3 separate regions of the Mus musculus genome follow, and regions 1 and 3 are each linked to region 2. The links are chromatin contacts, called in public Micro-C and promoter capture Hi-C maps. All regions are on one chromosome and are shown on one strand. Each heading gives the region's core, a stretch centred on a gene start, on an enhancer-like site or on the middle of the called end of the contact. The rest is flanking DNA. Distances are from core to core; before and after follow the strand shown. Region 1 overlaps 1700034P13Rik (RIKEN cDNA 1700034P13 gene). Region 2 holds the start of Mybl1 (myeloblastosis oncogene-like 1). Region 3 holds the start of Vxn (vexin).

Evidence for each region. A called contact is a pair of places that touch in the nucleus more often than the background predicts. Capture Hi-C pulls out chosen DNA fragments and counts their contacts.
Region 1: a Micro-C map of embryonic stem cells shows a contact between it and region 2, with 2.8 times the contacts expected there. The contact joins the enhancer-like site here to the promoter of Mybl1 in region 2. A contact is called at or near these places in 5 of 484 Hi-C or Micro-C datasets (CD8 T cells, the N1E-115 cell line, double positive thymocytes and 2 more), 1 of 115 datasets of contacts at active chromatin or transcription factors (trophoblast stem cells) and 1 of 9 other capture datasets (adipose tissue).
Region 3: a contact with region 2 is called in a promoter capture Hi-C map of liver. The contact joins the promoter of Vxn here to the promoter of Mybl1 in region 2. A contact is called at or near these places in 8 of 39 promoter capture datasets (the C10 cell line, the HPC-7 cell line, liver and 3 more), 2 of 15 datasets of contacts at CTCF or cohesin (the NIH/3T3 cell line and large pre-B cells), 19 of 484 Hi-C or Micro-C datasets (the AML12 cell line, B cells, the C3H10T1/2 cell line and 14 more), 16 of 115 datasets of contacts at active chromatin or transcription factors (the 230-238 cell line, the NIH/3T3 cell line, bone marrow-derived macrophages and 9 more) and 4 of 9 other capture datasets (adipose tissue, embryonic stem cells, liver and 1 more).

The regions. Positions count from the first base shown.
Region 1 is chr1:9,767,524-9,770,416 of GRCm38.p6, forward strand. All of the region lies in intron 2 of 1700034P13Rik (RIKEN cDNA 1700034P13 gene), which reads left to right. Among named protein-coding and RNA genes, the nearest start is that of Gm39590, 7.3 kb to the right of the region's middle. Within about 2 kb of position 1,403, at least 40 of the 459 cell types and tissues checked have an H3K27ac peak or open chromatin away from gene starts, as enhancers often do. A contact at or near this core is called in embryonic stem cells and trophoblast stem cells, where this site is marked.
Region 2 is chr1:9,698,591-9,701,662 of GRCm38.p6, forward strand. Mybl1 (myeloblastosis oncogene-like 1) reads right to left here and starts at 1,619. Exons shown (of 15, transcript NM_001290397.1): 1 at 1,345-1,619. The coding sequence starts at 1,364.
Region 3 is chr1:9,599,617-9,602,601 of GRCm38.p6, forward strand. It overlaps Vxn (vexin), which reads left to right and starts at 1,651. Exons shown (of 6, transcript NM_178399.4): 1 at 1,651-2,034. The coding sequence starts at 1,968. All of the region lies in intron 3 of 2610203C22Rik (RIKEN cDNA 2610203C22 gene), which reads right to left.

The sequences.
Region 1 (2,893 bases), core at 153-2,652, 69 kb after region 2:
TCCCATTAATGCTGTCATTGCCCAAATTTCTTTTAATGCCCTTAATTTGGAATTGTCTTCAAAAGTCTAAAATTAAGATTATAATATCAGAACTGAAGAAATCTGAGAACAAATAAAGCCCCATATGCTACCAACTTCAGGGTTCTACCATATACTATAATTTGTTTACTCAATTTCAAGTGGTTATTTGCCGAGGACCAGCCTCACTCGCCCCCCCACCCCCATCCCCAGTCCACAGAAGAAATCAGGGTTCCCAACAGGTGGACAGGAGTCGTCGAGAAGTGACAAACAAATACTGACACAAGGGAGTGTGCTGTATCTAGATGTCACTGAATAGGCAACATTCTTACTGAATTCCAAGCCTAGGGTCGGCTCAAGGACTACCTAGGGCATTGGTGAAGGCCAGGAAGCAAAGTTCAATTTTCTTTAGGTATTTGGCAAGTCATTGCTTGGAGGCACCTATAATAAAACAATACTGAAAGGAAGCACACAGATCCATTCGCAACGGTTCCAGGAGACTAAGTTTCAGTGAACTTTTCGCCTCAGGACTGTGTCCAGGCTTTTGGCCTGTCATGCGGGTCACTACCTGAGTGAATGTAGCAGTTATTATTTGAATTATCCTCCAAATGTCTCTTTCATTAAGCTAATGCATATTTTATTTTAGTTCCCAGAACTAAGGTGGCAGAGCCAGGATTGCTGCAAGTTCAAGGCCAACCTGGTCTACATAGTGGGTTCTGGGATAACCAGGGATACATAGTGAAAACCTGTCCAAAATAACAAGTAGGGCAAGGAAAAATACATATTTAAAATATGATTTAATCCTTTCAGCATGACACCCACAAAAGATGTGATTCCATAAATAGCATTTGTGTACTGACCATGGTTTGAATGAGAACGCGCCCATAGGCTCATATATTTGATTCCCAGTTGGTGGATTGCCTAGGGAGGATTAGGGGGTGTGGCTTGGTTGGAGGAAGTATGTCACTGGGAGAGGGCTTTGAGGTTTCAAATGCCCAGGCTAGGCCCAATCTCAGTTTCCCTCTGCCTGCTGCCTTGGATTAGGACGTAAGCTCTTTTGAGGGGCAGTGGCTGAGCACTGGCAGCCTGGTCTCCAGTCAAGCATAGGTCTTGAACCCCAGAGCCCCGATGGCCAGAGATTTCCACCTGCATGGGACGGCAAGAGTTCAGCCATGTCTCCTGAGCACCTGGCTCCTGTCACGTAGTTACCATCCTCACAGCCCCCACCTCCCCACCCCTACCAAGTGGGAACTACCCCCCACCAAGTGAGAACTACCCTCTCTCCCTGCCCTTTCCTCCCTTTGGCCCTGGGACTGACCGAGCTGACTGAGCCGCACCCCCTGGGGGTGGGAGGCATTCTGTTCTCAGCTATTCCGTAGTATCCAGCATGGAATGCCCAAGGCTGAGAACCTGGAGCCTAGGGCTGCCCTTTGTCCACGCCCCCACTCCCCACCCCCCACCCCAGGCCGAGCTGGAATTCTGTGGCTTCCCACAGGCAGACACCCACCCTGGGCTGCGGAAAGCGTGCAGCAGTCTGCCCGCCCAGAGCACTGGAACTCTGGTTGGACACCAGTTCTCTTCCACTCCCCTTTATCTCCCCGCCACCCCCCCCCGCCCCCGTGGCCACTGGCCCCCTCCCCACCCCCCGCGCGCACTCTTCCCAGTTCCTCCACTCCTGCTACTTTGATACACTCCACGATGGTCATGGACTTTCCCTCTAAAACAGTAAGCAAGCACCCAATTAAATGCCTTTTTTAAATGTATAAACTGCCTTGGTCATGGTGTCCCTTCCCAGCATAAAGCATTAACCAAGACAATTCTCTACTTTGTCTCCCAACCCCTTGGTTATTTGCTTTTGTTTCTTTTTTTTTTTTTAAATAAATTCTTTATATATTATAAATAATAATCCTTTGTTACAATTGAAGATATTCTTTTTGTAAGTCATTGTTTGAGACAGGGTAGCCTATGCTGGCCTTGAACTTGCTGTGTAGTGTTGGTATATCAATTTACTATTTTTTTTTTATTATTTTTTTTTTTTTTTGGTTTTTCGAGACAGGGTTTCTCTGTATAGCCCTGGCTGTCCTTTTATTGGATTCTTATACCTCTGCCTCCCTTCCAACCTTTTTCCCACCCTGATCCCTTCCGCCTCCACAGTAGTTAGGAGGAAATGAAGGTTAGAGAGAAAGGGGAATGCACACTACTCTAGGCCACTTCCTGTTGAATAGGGACGTTGAGCAATCCCAATACTTGTCAGAATATTCAACAGTGCAGCAAACCAGTAACTGAAGCAAACACAGCAGCAAGGAGAGCAGCAACCCCCACAGGCCCTCTCGGGGTCTCTCATTTGTATCTTCTCTGGAATCCCCAGAATTGAACTATCTGCAGCTGGCAAAAATCACAGCCCTGTTAGTACACAAGGCAAATCGTAATCGCCTGCTATATGCAGCCTCTTACCCCACACCTGGGATTAACCAAAAACATATTCATGTAACTGGGTTTTTTAAGAAACCAAAGTTTTCACTACAGTGTAGCCAAGAATCCTAATATTTTTGCTCTGTCTCCCAAGTTTTGGGAACACAGGTGTGTGTCACCATACTTGGATTACTTTTAAAACTGTTATTATTTACAGTGTGTGTGTGTGTGTGTGTGCGCGCGCGCGCGCGCGCGCACATGCGCGTGCATGTTTACCTGTGCCCATGAACACCAGAAGAAAGTATGGGATCCCCTGGAGCTTGGGTTCCCAGAGCCTTGTGCTGATAACGGCACTGGGAAAGCACTTGGGTCCTCTGGTAGGACAAGTACTTTTAAGCACCGACTTCTCCAGCCCCTATTTTGGCTTTTTGATACGTAGCTTTAACTGACCTAGAATTCCATT
Region 2 (3,072 bases), core at 369-2,868:
TATCTTTAAATCTGCATCTTTTATGAAGATGGGAATGTTATGTCTTTGAAGTTGTAGATCAGCAGTTCTTACCTGCATGGTCCAGATTCCATCCCCCCAGAGATATGTGGCACCATCTGTAAACAGTTTTGGTTGTCCTGACTGTAGGAAAAAGGGCTACTGTCTTCTACTGAGTAAAGGTAAAGGTGCTGCTAAAAACCCCTACAACTACCTCATCCAAAATGATAAAAGACCAAGGTAGTGTGCCTGTGGGTGTATGCGTATATGCACACTTGTTCCACTTCAATGTTCAATCTATTCTGCAGCCACTTTATATAAAGTAATTATGTCATAATTAAATTTATGTTGATATCTGCAGAACCAACCTACATATAGAAGAATATATGAATAAAGCCAAGTATTTTATGCGTAGTTATTTTAAATCAAACTCTGCAATGAATGACTCTCAGTACTAAATTTCAGCTCAGGGAATATGACTCTTAGATTTTGAAGCTGTGTATCTAGATAAATGGAAATTCTGAGAAATACTTTTCAGGTTTCCTTAATACTGAAAATCGAGACACTAGATTTTTTTGTCATCTGATTATGCCACACAATTTAGGAGTAGCTATTACAATAGCATAAAATAAAAGTTAGGTGCATAAAGACATCCTAGCACATCTTTCTACAACAACAACATTGTGTCCTACTTGTTACAATGCCGATACAATCAGAATCAAACATGAATACTTGAGATACAAAGTAACTAAGACACATTGGTTTAGGATCAAGTTTACTCGATAGTAACAACGTAACAATGTCCTCAGAAGATACTAAGAAAAAGAAAAGCTCAGAAGAGCAGTGCGCACAAGGGAGATTTAGCGAATTCCCTTCTCAAGATTTCCCAGAACCGTGCCCGCCCAGGTTTGTCAAGGAGATCTGTTTTGATTTGGCACGATTAAGTCAGAGGAGAGAACCCCATTTCAAGTCATCCAGGCAAACACAACCGCTTCCCCTGGCGTGGCGTATCCCCTGACAGTGGGCAAACTTACCTGGCAAGAAACCTCCCTGAAAGTGGCTGTGAGAAGTTAGAAGTCTGGGCGTGAGCTGTGGGAGAATCCGTCAATGCAGCAACCTGAGCATTTGTTAGAGAGAGTCCTACACACAGTCGTCTAATAATGATGGAGTCTAATAATGATAGATGCTCTCAGGCCAGCGCGGCCGAAGCGGGTGTGGGACACCCACCGAACAGGAAAACCTATGCCCCCCAGGCTCGAGAGGGCCTAAGTGGGGACCAGCAGGAAAGGACAGAGAGCAAGAGTCGAGACAGGGCCGCTAGGCCGGGTCCGAGGGGATGGCACCCACCTGCGCGACCTCTTCGCCATCCTTCAAGTACCGCATAGGCGCGGGCTGGGCGGGGACGCGGGGTCAGCCTCCTCCAGCCTGGGGCCAATGCTCCCTCTCCGAGACCCACCCGCCGCTTCCCCAACTCCTTCCCTCAGGTGACCGAGAGCGGAAAGCAGGCCCGGTCAGGTCAGGGCCAGGCGGGACTGAGGGACAGAGGGGCGGACCAAGACCCACTGCTCCTAGCCGCGGCCGGGCCCGGCCAGGGATGCCCTGGACATGTCAGGAGGCGTGCTCCCGCCCGCCGCCGCCCCGCCCGCCGCCGCCGCCTCCGCCTCAGAGCTGCCGGCCCTGCGCCGCTCCGTCACGGGCGCCGACCCCCGCCCTCTCCCCGCAGCGAGCAGCACTGCAGCACTCGCAGCCTCCTGCAGGGTTTTGTCCGCACCGCCGAATCTCGCGCCCAGCCTCCCTCAAGAGCCGCCGTTTGAATCTGCGCACGCGGCCCCGAACCTCATTGGCTGGGGCGGCCGCGCGCAGGGGGGCGGGGGCGGGGCGGCGAGGGCGCGCGCGGCAGAGGGCGGGGCCGGCGGGGCTAGAAGCCAGGATTGGAACTCGCGGGAGTCCCGGAGCGCCGTGGAGCCGGGGGAGGGGCGGGGCGGGATGGGGGAGGCGCGAGGCCGGTTCACGGGCCGAGGTGACAGGACACGGAACGCGGGGTGAGCCACCCAGTGGGGCGCGGAGATTGCTGGGAAGGCGAGTTTCTGCGCCCCGGGTGTGTGCCGGAAGAGGCGCCGGGGCCGATCCAGCCGCCGCCACCTCCGGAGGGGTGCGGAGCGTGCCTCTGGGGCGGGGACAGTCGGGGTCCTGGGCAGGGGAGGACCTCGCGGGCGCTAGTTCGCGCTGTGAGTCTCGCCACTTAAGGGCGCGGTCATCTACTTAACCTTCTAGCCAGGAAACTTGCGCGGCCGTTATTTTCTTAAGCATGTGTGAGTTAGTTCTGCGCCGAAAGGACAAGGAAACTGGCCAAGACCCTGTTGTTGTGTCTTTTGTTTTCCCCAGAGATGAATAAAAGTGTGATAAGTGGGGAGTTGTTATCTCGAGGCTTGCGTGGAACGGGAAAAGGTTGATAGTGCTCCAGAAGCTCAACCTCGTACTCCGTCTACAAAGGGGGCGGGATGCTCTTCGCGGGGAACCCAGAGTCCCGGAGGTGCGCCTGAAAGCTGGAGTAACTGAAATCTTGCATAGGGGAAGGGGCCTCTTACAGTTGCAACTTCTCAACAGTTACACGGTTAAAGAAGCATACAAGGAGATTATTAACTACAGTAGCGATTAGACACGGCGAAGAGCCCAAATTTGCAAGACACCATGCTCTACTGCATAGAGTGATGAACCACAGATCAATGTTGTTACAAACTGACATTTTTTGCTATTTTGAAACTGTACGCATCGTCTTTTGCAAATCAGAGATACAGGTGCAAATACAAATCAAGATGAGCTTGCAATTCAAAACAACCAGGTAGATACACACTCGCTTTTAAAAAAAAAATAACTTCCTTTTTCTCAAGATATATTTTGGGAAGGAAAAGCACTTTTAAATTATTTTCTGAGTTCCATAGTAGCTTCTAAAGAGAGAGACTAATTTAGAAATTAATATTTTTGAGACAAGGTGTTGTTATGTACCCCAGGCTGATCTTGAACTCAGTATAGAGCCCAGACTTTCTTCATGATCTACCTTAGCTTCACCAGGGC
Region 3 (2,985 bases), core at 401-2,900, 99 kb before region 2:
TGAATAATGTCCTCAGACCTACACAACAAGCAATTTCCCCTCTGCATCGTCTCGCTGGCCATATCCTAGTTCTTCTTATGTTTTGCTAGTCTTTGAGATAACGTCTGTTTATGTAGCTTATTCTGGCCTTAACTCTCTATATTATCTAGGCTGTGATCCTCTTGCCCCAACCTGTACTGTTGGATTGGGATTTATAAGACCAGATCATATCTCTGAAATTGAAACCAAAGCCCCATTTCAGTATGCAGAAGGCAGCACATAGGATTAGCCATTCACCTCAGATAGAGCAAACATGGCTAGCCAGAGGCACCCCCTATAATAGGTGTAATTCACAGAGAAAGAGATGAAGTGCTGAAAACTACCTAGGGAGCAAACATTTGTCCAGTACAGAAATATCAGTAGACACAACTCCATGTCTAAAATATGATGAACTAGGTTCACCCAAGGTTAAAGAATGGCAAGTCAAGACTAAAGAATTGAACACAAAGAGACTGGAGAGATGTTTCAGTGGTTAAGAACACCAACTGCTCTTCTAGAAGACCATGAATTGATTCCCAGCACCCACATAGCAGGTCACAATCACCTGTAACTCCAGTTCAGGGGATCTGTTGTCCTATGCTGGCAAAACATACACATTAAATAAAATTTTAGAAATTAATAGAACATGGTTGTAAATACTCGTAATCCCTACTTTGGGAAGGCTATGAGTTTGGGGCCAGCCTGGGCTATAGCATCATACACACACACACACACACACACACACACACACACACACAGAGAGAGAGAGAGAGAGTTTGAGGAGCTAGTTTATTAACTTTTCAGTCAATCTAGAGATTAAATCCAATTTTGGTGCAAATTAGCTATTTTAATCATTAAAGAAGCTAAAGTCTTCATACTTCAGTTTCTTGAGAATACCACGGTAAAATAATAATTAGCTAGAGCCATTGGTTAGTTATAGATACTCAATGATATCATATAGCTAGCTCCATGACTTGTAACTAATATTTAATAGGGCAGCTGTCACTGTTAATTTCATTACACTCCATCAGTCTTATGGTGTGAAACTGTGTAGCATAATAAAAAGTAGTGGGATTGGATAAAATGCATATGCTTATATATGTTTATGAAATGTATAGCTACCATGACATTTATTTGTGTATATATTAGGAAAGATTATATGAGGAAAATATAGCATACCCATAGACTATATAACATAAAAAGATAAGGCAATAAATACATTCCAATATAGAAGATAATAAAATATAACTATCCTATAAACGGGTCCCTTGGTGTGTGCACTGCCTGTTGCGTGACTATGCATACCTGTAGGGTTGTACAAAGAAACACTAAACTCTCACCTCCTGAAATGTAAGCCTTGTTGTCAAAGTGGATTGAGAAAAATATGTGGTGAAAAAACAGTCCTTTTATTTAAAATAGAAACTTTGAAGGGAGCGGAGTTAACATATGACAAATGAAGATCCTGTTCCCCTGGAGGAGGAGAAAAAGCCCTTCCTTTCTGGAATGAGACCCGGGCACACTGATAGCAAAACTGACGTTTCGTCTATTCCTCTTCTGTGAAATCCTCCAGCCAAGCTGTGCGCTAACTGAGTAGGCGAATTCACTTCGTCACTTCACAAAAGACTTCCAAATTCACTGCGGCAGACACTGGAAAATAAAATTGTTAAGTACATCCTAGCTGAGAGGGAGAGACGGAAGGCTCCGTGTTCAATCAAAGGTTTGCAATAATAGGAGTCATTTAAGAAAGAAAGAAAGAAAGAAAAAAAAAAAGACAGATGGGATTAGGAAATGTTGCTGCGGTGAGACTGTCATGAGAGGCACAGGCAGCCTGCCTTTTGTGGACCTGCACAATGATCACAGAGCCAGACTGGCTTAGGAGACCCTGGGACTAGGGCTCCAGAGAGAGGCCACGGGCTCCCGGACACCCTGCAGGGCAGGGGGCTGAGACCATGCATCAGATCTACAGCTGCAGTGATGAGAATATTGAAGTTTTCACCACGGTGATTCCTTCCAAGGGTGAGTAATAATCCTAACAACCGCTCTTGGCGTCCCCTATTGTGGCATCTTATGCGGGAGGTGACCCGGTGCTGTCGGACTAAGGTACACTAGTACTTGGTACCCTCGGGTCCCGAGGTCTGCTGGCTTCTTCGTGTCGATGTCATTTGATGTCCCCCTTTTCTGAAGAGGGGCACAAGGATAAACATCAATCATAGGGAAACAATCTATTCAGGCGGGGACGAGGACAGCATAGCCTTCCTGCTTCACTTAATTCGAAACGGACAACCCAGCAGGCTCAAAGGCTGGGACAATAAGTGATTGTTAAAGAGACAACGATGGAAACAAAATTTCCAGGGCAGCCTAATAAGCTTTCTTATTGTCTCCGGTAAAGGAAAAAAAAAGGGCAGGTTCTGAAGAGAGAATCAGCCGTTCCAAAGCCAACTCCATCTGACTTGGGAGGGAAAAGACTCCAGAAAGGCAATCAAACACCCAGAAAGGCAATGAAGCTGACCCCAGGCTGACTTATCCATAGGACCACAAAGGGAACTACCAAAAGGGAATCTTGACGTTATAACCTCTGGGTCCTGGCCATTGGTGCGGATCCCTGGGAAGGGCTTGTGAGTCCAAATTTGAGGAAGGGCCGATGATCCAGTCAGCTTTACCTTGCCATTGTTCTGACCCTGTAGCCCCTTGTCCTGCTGTGGCACAGGCTTACGCCTGGCTTGACTGTGATATTTGGCTAAAATGGTTTGAATGTTTGCTAGTGCTGGGAGCACACATTCAAACTATTCTTTTCTTCCTCTGTCCAATACTGAGGGGGGTTACCAGGGGTGGAGACTCAGCCTGGGCACAGGCAAACAGCTAAACATAAATTGAGCTCTCAACATCTACTACTGAGGGAAAGGGAGGAAAGGGGAAGTTGGGAGTGTGCCCATGTGTAGGAGTTGAAATTCGCTCTGGAGATTCTGA